Linked DNA regions of Oryctolagus cuniculus: region 2 is linked to region 1. A link is a contact called in public Hi-C data. All regions are on one chromosome and are shown on one strand. Each heading gives the region's core, a stretch centred on a gene start, on an enhancer-like site or on the middle of the called end of the contact. The rest is flanking DNA. Distances are from core to core; before and after follow the strand shown. Region 1 holds the start of SRFBP1 (serum response factor binding protein 1). Region 2 holds the start of ZNF475 (zinc finger protein 475).

The links. Hi-C and Micro-C count contacts between places; a contact is called where the count stands out from the background.
Region 2: a contact with region 1 is called in a Hi-C map of skin fibroblasts, with 2.7 times the contacts expected there. The contact joins the promoter of ZNF475 here to the promoter of SRFBP1 in region 1. A contact is called at or near these places in 3 of 6 Hi-C or Micro-C datasets (ear pinna, skin fibroblasts and an unstated tissue).

Annotation. Positions count from the first base shown.
Region 1 is chr6:11,657,580-11,662,707 of mOryCun1.1, forward strand. It overlaps SRFBP1 (serum response factor binding protein 1), which reads left to right and starts at 3,116. Exons shown (of 8, transcript XM_008254947.4): 1 at 3,116-3,268. The coding sequence starts at 3,197. LOC103347854 (arginyl-tRNA--protein transferase 1) reads right to left here and starts at 2,956. Exons shown (of 7, transcript XR_011389658.1): 1 at 2,177-2,956.
Region 2 is chr6:11,873,392-11,878,519 of mOryCun1.1, forward strand. It overlaps ZNF475 (zinc finger protein 475), which reads left to right and starts at 2,216. Exons shown (of 3, transcript XM_070075787.1): 1 at 2,216-3,158. The coding sequence starts at 2,355.

The sequences.
Region 1 (5,128 bases), core at 1,866-4,365:
AATTTTGTCAAAAGCATTTCTCTCTATATATATGCATATAGAAATATATAGAAGCATAAGGATTTATTTTATTCCATTCTAATTTCTAATAGTTATTCAGTTGCAACTATAAACGTATGAATGCCACTTATGAATAGTGAAAATTTATAAAAATGGTAGTGTTCAAGCATTTGATGGGGAACAAATTATTTTCTTTGAGGTAATCAGGGTAAGAATTTTGTTGAAGAAAGTTGAGTGTTACAGAGGTCCCTCTTCCCAGATTCATGGGTTGAAGCCTTAACTTTCCATGCAATGGTGTATGGAGATGAGACTTTAGAGAGGTAACTGAGGTTAAATGAGGTCACAGTGAAGAGACTCTAATCCAACAGGTTGGTACCCTTCTAAGAGTAGGAAGACTCTGGAGGCTCTCTCCCCGCCACATGTGCACAGAGGAAAAGTCGTGTGAGGATGCAGCCACAAGAAGGCAAACCAGCTGGAAACCAAGAGAACCCAGATGGCATCTAAATCTTAAGACTTCTAGCCTGCAGAACTGTGGGGATAAATCCCTCTGTGGAAGCTACCAAGTCTGGGATATTCTGTTGTCAGCCCATGCAGACAAATCCAAAGGGATCTGAGGGCTGACACCTAAAGCTTGAGCCCCTACTGAATGTGTCTGCTGGCTCTTAGTTTGACTAACTGGAGGACTGTACTACATGACTAAATGGTCTCCAGCTAGTTATATCTGATGATTAGAGCTTTGTGGTTTCATTTTTCTGACAACATTTACTTGATCCAGGTCCAGTTTTGTGTTTTATTTTCTATAGAATCTTACAGCCTCATTAAGATAAGCATGTGGAAATGTGTATAACTTAATGAGAGCAGGAGAACAGAGTCACACTGTAGACAAAAAAATAATTTTTGAGATGGCAGCATGAAAACAGAGGGGTGGGTTGACTTTGAGTTTGTATGCCTGGAACAAGTGACTTCATATTAATATTGTGAAGATGGGAAAATATTAGTCCCTACAAACAAGAGCATTCAATTTTGTTCAAAACTTATAAGGAAAAGAACTGACAGTATACACTGAGTTTCAAATTAGATCTGTTAACTTTTGTTGGGGGACATGGAAAGAATTCTTAAAAAGATGAAAGGAACTTGACCTGATCTTGAAAAGAAGTGCCCAAGAAAACAGATGTGGCAGGGCAAGCATACAACACAAGCATTTTTTTAGTCTGAGCTAAAAAAATGGAGGAAAGCAATGCTGATGCATGCAACTGGCTTTGAAATGGAGGCGCTGGAGAGAAAGAGGGGTGGTCAAAAGGTTGCAAAGCTTCTAAGAGCCACTGGCGGCACAGGTGTTGCAGCACAGATGGTAAAGCTGCCCCCTGCAATGCCAGCATCCCACATGGGTGCCAGTGCAAGAACCAGCAGCTCCACTTCTGATCCAGCTCCCTGCTAACAGCCTGGGAAAAGCAATGACAGACAGCACACATGCTTGGGGCCCTGCTACCCACCTGGGAGACCTGCAAGAAATTCGTGGCTCCTGGCTTCAGCCTGGCCCAGACTCAGCCACTGTGGTCATCTGAGGAGTAAACTAGGGGGTGGACGATCTCTCGCTCCGTCTCTCCCCTCATCTCTGTAACTCTTTCAAACAAATAAAAAATCTTTAAAAGACAAAAAAGAGCAGAACCACTGGCAATTTTCTAAAGAGTTTTTACTTATTCTAAGGGAGGGAAAGAGAGAGGGAGAAGGAGAGCGGGGAAGAGAGAGAGAGAGAGAGGCCTTTCATTCACTGAATGACCTACTCGTTCACACCTCAGATGCTCACAAAAGCAGGGCTGGTCCAGGTGAACCGCAGGAGCCTAGAACTCCATCCTGATCCCCCACGTGCGTGGCAGGAAGCCATGTACCTGGGACATCATTTGACAGCCCCCAGGCACAACAGCAGGAAGCTGTATCAGAACCGTGGGGGTGGCCCCATCCCAGCAACTCCAACATGGATGCAGCAATCTCAAGCGTCCCTAACTCCGTGCACCACCACGTCTACCCTGACAAACTCTGTATTCATGTTTTCTGGAGCTTAAGGGACCACAGTGATAGCTTCCTCCTGCGTCAGATCTTTCTCCCTTCAAGCTCTCCACTAACGGTCACCGACATTCTATACTGTGTCCGACTATGCAGAACTCCTACTACGCACCTGAAGTGAACCGGTTCCTACACTCTAGGAGCTCAGCTTTAACGAGGGGCGGCACACAAACGCGATGATTACAATTCACTGTATCATCCAGCGATGGCAAAGAGGGAAAAGAAGGGCAAGAATGTGGCAGTTAGTCCACCTGTGCTCAAAGCACGCGCCGAGCCACAGTTGTCAAAGCACACACACACCTGAGCTGCTCTACGCGGAGTCAGGAGTTGGCGTATTGTGAGCTGGCAACACGGCCTGGCTGGGGCTGGGTTCTGAATCTGAATTTTCTGCGTGAAGGGGGACAAGGGGGCCACGCGAGCTCTGCCGCCCACAGCGCCCCCCGGCCCGTGGCGTCTGGCTCGCATCCCCCCCACACCAGCTTGGGCTGCCCCGCGGCGGTCTCGCGGCACTCGGAGGGTCTGCATCAAGCCCCCGTATCCCTGTACTCCAGCGGCCAGCACATTAAATAGCAGATAAAAACGCTGCGAGTTGGGGTCCGCGCGGCGAGGGAGGGTTAAGCCACCACCTGTGGTGCCGGCAGCCCACGTGCCCAGTGCTGGAGTCCCGCCCGGCTCCCTGCTAATGGGCCTGGGAAAGCGGGAGCACACGACCGCACGCGGGAAACGCTGCAGCAGCTCCTGGCTCCTGGCTCCAGCCTGGCCCAGCTCCGGCCCTTGCAGCCATTTGGGGCGTGAAGCAGTAGATGGAAGATTTCTCTCTCTTTCCCTCCCTCCCGCTCTCTAATTATGCCTTTCAAATCAATCAATCTTTTTTTAAAAAAGGAAAAAGATAATCTACAAGATTCCACACACATCCAGCCGCCAGCTCCCGCTGGTTTCCGGGAACGGCTAACGCAGCGCGTCGGGCTCGGCGCCGGAAGTTGTTCCCTCTCAGGTCCGTTCTTGCTCCTCCCACAGCCGCGTGCCTTTCATCCGGGCTTCAGCGCGCGCAGAGCACGAGCGAGTTTTGGGCCAAAGAGGCCGCCGTTGGGGGGCGTGGCGACGCAGGCGCAGTTTTGCGAACGGCCCTCGCATGCTGGCGGCCGCCGGTCCTCTTCCTGGGGCTACCATGGCTCAGCCGGGAGCTCTGAACCTGAATAACGAGGTAAGCGACCGTGTCTTAAATCCCGCGGGGTTCCTCGGCCCTAGCCACGCGCGGTCTGGAGGTGGGCCGGGGGGGGGGGGTGGAGATGGAGGCTGGAGGCGTTTTTCGGGGGCCCCGAGGGGTCCCGGAACTGCACGGTGTCCAGGTGACTAACCCCGGCGATAGGTCTGTCTCGTGGGCTTCTGTCCGCGGGACTTGGAGCAGATGACGGACTGCCCCGCGCCTGCGGTGCCCTCTGCGCAGCAGAGCTTGCGAGGTGGCCGTGAAGGCTGAGGTGTGCCGAATGCACGGTGCGCGCCGCCCGCCGCTCTGCTGTCGGAGGGAAGGGGCTCGGGGCGCGCGTCGTGGGCGAGACGTCTACACTCGCTGCTTCGTCTGTTCCCGCGGCGATGTCGCGTCTGGGCCGCGTTCACAGCAGCGCTCCGGAAAAGAGCTGTGTGTACCTGCTCTCCCTCCCCGGCTGCCCTCTCTCTGTGTCCCTCGCTTGGGCAGCGCGCACCTGTGATGCAGAATAGGGCTTGAGGTGCGCCCCCCTGTCCCCCCAAAGCCTAGCCGTGCAGAGGAGGCTCGGCGACGGTAGTCCTCGGTCTCGCAGCCCGAGGCAGGTAGGGACCAGTGCAGGCGGGAGGGGTGGGTAGTGGGGGCTTGGGCACGGGCGGGTCCTGCGTAACAGAGTGGCGAGAGGAAGCGCAGTGCTGCGCTGCCCGACTGCGGGTCAAGGAATTGACTCCAGTGCGGAGCAGAGACCAGGCTGTACCGAGGCGAAGTCAGGGCGCTCAGTGCCGATTGCTAAGCATGGGTTAACCCCTTCTTTGTTTTTGCCAGGAACTATCGGGTGCACTGTTCTCCGTTAATATTGCCTATGAGGTGAAAAGGATCTTAAATCTGATTTTGTTGGTAATTCACAGGAAATGCTACGGAGTTCCCCTGCCCAATGTTAAAATAACTGTGGCGGTGTTCACGGCCGGGAATCGGCCACGGGAAGCTTTTCTCTTTTTGCACTTAGGTCATTCCCAGGCCTCGTGAAGAGCAGCTAGGCTGCCTCGTGGGACGCCTGTATCCCGGGTCAGTGCCTGCCTGCTGCGCTCTGCTCACGCACACTCTGAGCGGCAGGAGGCGGTGGCTCGAGTATTTGTGTCCCTGCCACATATGTGGGCGACCTGGGTGGAAGTACAGCCTGTTGAGAGCTTTTGGGGACTGAACCAGTAGATGGAAGATGTCTGTCTCTCTGACCATCTGCGTTTTAAGGAAAATGAAAATTTAAAAAATTGACCTACAAGAAGCCTTTGCTAAACCACCTTAGTGTGCGTAATGTGAGTGTCTTTGTGCAGTCAGAGTGTTTTCTACTCTGAAAACTTGTATTTACCTGTTTCTGGCTCCCTGTGTTTCTATTTCCTGTAACATACACATCCTATAAACGTTTGCTGGGTAGTTGAAGTTATCACATCCCCATTGAAGTAGGATATATTCTAATATAGAGGAAATAAAATAGAAAAAAATGTAGAGGTTATGTGGGGTTTATAATTTAAAATTAACAAGGAAAAATCTACGAAGAGAAAAGCATGTAAGTTATCTACATTCAAAATTGGAAAAATACCAAAGAGAATGGAAGCAACCAGGAATAAAAAGTGCATGAACATTACAGGTAAAAAACTGATGTCATTACTAGAAAGTAGCTAATGGAAATTAGCAGAAACTGGGCAGAAGAAATGCATTGACTTCTCCAAAGTGGAAATGAAGCTGAAAGGGGTCGTTTGTATATTTCCACTACTTCTCTCCTTGCTGCCCCTCCCGACTTCTCTCTCACCAGAACTGCTGTGATGCCCTGCCGACCACTTTACACTGACTCCTCAGACTTCA
Region 2 (5,128 bases), core at 966-3,465, 210 kb after region 1:
CAAAGTCCTGTGACTCCAACAATAAACTTTCCCGGGGTGGGTTTGTGGCTAAGTGATAAAAACAATAAAAACAGACCTGCCCAAGATACCAACTCCTCAGGCCTGGAATGCGATAATCTTATCAGCTCTTTATTCTAGGGAAGCCCAGTAGCCATGGTTTGTTGTTGTTGTTGCTGTTGTTTTAAGATTTGTTTATTTATTTGAAAGGCAGAGTTACAGAGAGGCAAAGGCAGAGAGAGAGAGAGAGAGAGAGAGAGAGAGGTCTTCCACCCGCTGGTTCACTCCCCAAATGGCCGCAACAGCCAGAGCTGGGCCGATCCAAAGCCAGGAGCCAGAAGCTTCCTCTGGGTCTCCCAGACAGGTGCAGGGCCCAAGGACTTGGGCCATCTTCCACTGCTTTCCCAGGCCACAGCAGAGAGCTGGATTGGAAGTGGACTAGCCGAGACTCGAACCGGTGTCCAGATGGGATGCCGGCAGTGCAGGCGGTGGCTTTACCCACTACGCCACAGTGCCAGCATGGCCATGGTTTTTTATAAAAATAAAAGTGTGGGGCAGGTGTTTGGATGCAATAGGTTAAACTGCTGCCTGCGGCGCGGGCATCCCATATGGACGCTGGTTCAAATCCCGGCTGCTGCACTTCCAATCCAGCTTGCTAATAAGCACCTGGGAAAGCAGTAGGAGATGGCTCAAGTGTTTGGACCCCTGCACCCACAGGAAGCTCCTGGATTCGGCCTGGCCCAGCCCCGGCCAATGCAGCCACTTGCAGAGTGAACTAGTGATTGGAAGACTGATCTCTCTTTCTCTCTCTCTCTCTCCCCTCGCTCTCATTTCTTCCCCTCTCTCTTAACTCTGACTTTCAAATAAAATGAATAAATCTTTGAAAAAAATAATAAAAGTGTGGAAGACACACACACCTCTTATAAAGCAAGATACTAGGTGTGATTCCTAGAAAAAAAGGAGAATCAAGCCGCCTTGAAGCTTCTTGTTCCTTGTGCAGGTGGCCCCCTGGGCTGGGCGTGGACCTCGGTCTCCTTTGCTTGGGAACGATGGTCGATACTTAACAAATAAAAACGGGTACGTGGTGGGGTATGAGACGTCTCTCCCCTCCGAGGTCTGCTGATGGTCCTCTCCATCTTCCCTGCTGGCTGACCCGGTCTGTAGGGTGAGCTTCAGGTCCGTGGGTACTCATGAAGTCCGGACTACCACATCCTAGTAAGAACGCCGGCAGGGACTTAACCATGCTTATGGGTATGGGACTAACAGATGCATTAATGTGGTTGTGCCAACCTACACTTACCTGTCAATTGCATTTTCCATGAACCTGCTGAAGAACTTTTTGTATCAAAATTTAAAAAAAAAATAAGTTATCTCGATGAAATTGCTTTCCCTTGGTACAACAAAAACATTTGTACTTGTATTACGACGATTTTGCTTTTAGCGACATTCTGAGAGTGGCGTAGGCTTCAGAGAACTGTCAGAGAGAGAGCTGTGCCCTCTCCTGCCTGCCGAGCTCTGCAATCCCTTGAGGGAGTGGAGGTTTCTGTGGGGTCCAATACCATCTTTCCCCCACATCTGCTAGTTTCATTCGTGTGATTTTCCCAGGTTGCAGTGCCCTCTCCTGTGGCCTCCCCGCCCTGGAGTCGGCCCTTGCTGCTTGGTGCCCCCTGCGTCTGCGCTGTGCTGTGGCTGTGTCTCTGTGCAGAACCATTACTTTCAATACAGTCAGCAGTACCATTCATAATGGAAACTGTCTCTATATTTACTTCAGTTTTTATGGAACAAATCCTACGTGCTGGTTACCATGTAGCCAAAGAGGATACGAGGTCAACTCTTAAAAAAAAAAATAAAATCCCCGCCCTTTATCTCAGCCTGCAAGTTAGGGGTGTGTGTGTGTGTTGTAACTTCTCCGTCTCTGTCTCCACCCCTGCACAGATCTTGGAGACATGAGATTTCCAACATTCCAGACCGCTGCCTTCAAGGACCACGCTGTGAGCCACAGCCTCTGGGCCGAGGCACTGGCAACGATGTGGAACCCCAGGACAGCCAAGCTGGCCAACCTCCTCTCCACGCAGGAGCCCAGAATGAGCCTGGCCTGAAATCAGAGCACACGCCGGAGAAAGACTGCTTTGTTCATGGAAAGAGGAAAGGAGAGGAGGGTTTCCAACGACTTGCAGCAAACTTTCCACCATTGTAAGGAACCCACCTTCTTTATCAACCACGCCGTCCCGCCCCCCGAATCCCCCGCCAGCCTTTGTCCAGAAACACGGGGTGCCGAACCTGGTGACAGGGTACAGGCGCAGGCCCAGAAAACCCGACCTGGCACTGTGATCGTGTCCAGACGATCGGGCAGGAGAATGAGGGCAGCGGGCCAGCCCAGCCCCCCGGTCATCCCAGCCCGCAGGCCCGCCTTCCGGGTTTGCTACATCTGCGGCCGGGAGTTTGGGTCTCAGTCCCTTGCCATCCACGAGCCCCAGTGCCTGGAGAAGTGGCGTGCGGAAAACAGCAAGTTGCCCAAGCACCTGAGGAGGCCAGAACCCTCCAAACCACAGCCCCTGGGCGGCAGCGGCTCCTACAGCCTCCAGGAAGCCAACGAGGCCGCCTTCCAGGGCGCGCAGGCTCAGCTGGTGCCCTGCGAAGTGTGCGGCCGCACCTTCCTGCCGGATCGTCTTCCTGTTCACCAGAGGAGCTGCAGGCCGAAGGGCCAGGGGCCCAGGGCGCCTTCCCCTGCAGACCTTCCTGGTCTCGGGAAAACTACCGGCACAGCCCCTGCCCGCCCAAGGATGCTCCCGTGCTACATCTGTGGTAGGGAGTTCGGTAGCCTGTCGCTCCCTATCCATGAACCCAAATGCCTGGAAAAGTGGAAGATAGAGAATGACCGGCTGCCCAGGGAGCTCCGCCAGCCGCTCCCTCGGAAGCCTGAGTCCCTCCCGTCTGGACTGGCCGGCCACGAGGGGCCGAGTCAGGTGCAGCTTGTGCCCTGCCCAAACTGTCCCCGGACCTTCGCCCCAGAACGCCTCCTGGTGCACCTGAGAAGTTGCGCAGCTCAATCCAGCGGCCCCAAAGCACAGAGCTTGTCCTTAGGGAGTCAGGGTGGCCTCTCTGAGGCCACTGGTGCCAAGCAGCAAGGCAACAAGGCAGCGCCTAGTGTATCTGATAAGGTAATCCACGCCTCATAAGGTGCATTGGGTGGGCGGGGGTCCATTCTCCCACGGGGGGGCGGGGGTGAGAGAAAAGTGTCCCCACAGTCAGTCCCCACAGGAGTCCTTCCATGCCCATTTCTGTCTCAATGCAGGCTGATCACGTTGCCCTCTGCTGGATGCACGAGGCTAGATCTCTCTAGAAACTTCCTTGCCTGGTGGGTTCATCTCCCTGTGAGGGGCTTCCTTCTCCCTTGATTCCCCCACGCCAGTAATTCCTGGGAGAGACTGTGATTCAAAAATGACTCACTCTGCTGTGTCTACATTACACAGATATAATTCCCATTCCAACAGTCAATATTTATTGCTGGTTTATTTTAGGCATCTACCTTAGGAATTCGGTTCTGGCCATGCTGGCTTAGGCTGAGTTTATCTTACCAAAATAGAATCTGTGTCAAAAACCCCAAATGACTTTAGCAAGAATTAAACACTGGGGCACTTGCAGACATGCATACACTCTGCAAATGTAGCAAATCTGTCTTGAAACACTTGGTGCGGTGGAGGTGAGGAGGGGATTAGCCCCAGCACAGACTCAGAAGCGAGGAGATGTGTGTTCATGGCTCTGGCAGGCACTCAGTTCCCACCTCTTCTCCCTCCCCTGTGTCTCAGCTCTACACAGAGTTCTGACCCCCAACCTGGGACATTCTCATGTGCGAACCTACATGGTGAAGAATTGCTGGGTCTCTGCTTGAGGTGCCAGCATCCGGCAGGGCCAGGAAGTGGTCACTGTGTGGGCTGCTGGCTGCAGGAGAGAAGTGTGGCCCACGTGCTCCTTGTCCTGCCATTAGACCAGGGAGTGATCGCGCTGTCCTGTGTCACACCTTACAGGATGCCGAATCAGGAGACAGAGTCTTTTCCCTGTGGCTTGCTACTGGAAATGCCCCAATACAGGGACTCTTTGAATAGATTGTTTTAGGAAAACCAAGGTTATACAGCTATTGTTATAATTAAACCGGGGGTGGGAATCTCTTTTTTTTTAATCCAAATTTTCTTCCTTTTAATTTTACCACGAGGACTGTCTAGTCCGTTTCTTCTCTGAGTTCCATGATTAAAATGAAGTGGCTGTGGACTCACTGGTTTAGGAGATTCCAAGACAATGATTCTTGCGCCGGGAAAGTCAGACCAACAGATGCTGGACAACTTTTCCGATGAACACAGAAGAAAAAAAACTGCTGCTTTTTCTGCGTAATAAAAACGCAAACTCTTCAGTGCAGTGTGGGCTTCAGGCTGGTCTCGTAAACACGATCTGTTTTCCCCATCTTCTGGCCGTGGCTGTTCTTCCAATACATGTGAGGTCTGGATCCAGGGAGTACGAGGATCTGCATCCCCGGGCCCCAACTCAGAAACCATGTCCGCCCTCTGCCTCCCGGCCCTGCACAGGGCTGCGGGGTTCCCCTCACGGATGGAGAGGCAGGGAAAGGCGTGGTCCTGAGTCTCACCCATGTTGCAACGCGTGCTTCGTGCTCCAAGCCTGGAGCCAGCAGGCTGAGCACACCCTGTTCTCGCGCGGTCTCGGCAGCACGCAGAGGCTGGCAGGCCTGCCACGGCACAGGAAGACACCTTTCTGACTCACCCCGGCATCTGCAGCGGAGAATGTCCCCCCAGTGACTCCTGCATTTGGATGAGGGCAGCGGGAGGCCATAGAGAGCACGTGGCTTTGTCACAGCTCACCCGGCCCTGCTCTCCGGCCTGAACACCCATGTGGCGGTGGGAAGGAACCTGCCACGCACACATCTTCCCACTGCTTCCAGAGGTGTGCCAACTCCTTGGGGGACCACACGGGCTGCAGTCGAGGACACAACAAGGTCATCCAACGTAGGGTCCCTTTAAGTGGCCAGATTTAAAACAAGCTCAATCAAAATGGAGAAAAGGCTGGACTTCAGAGAAGACCTGTTGAAGCGATGGCTTTCTCCCTCCCCACCAAAGACGTT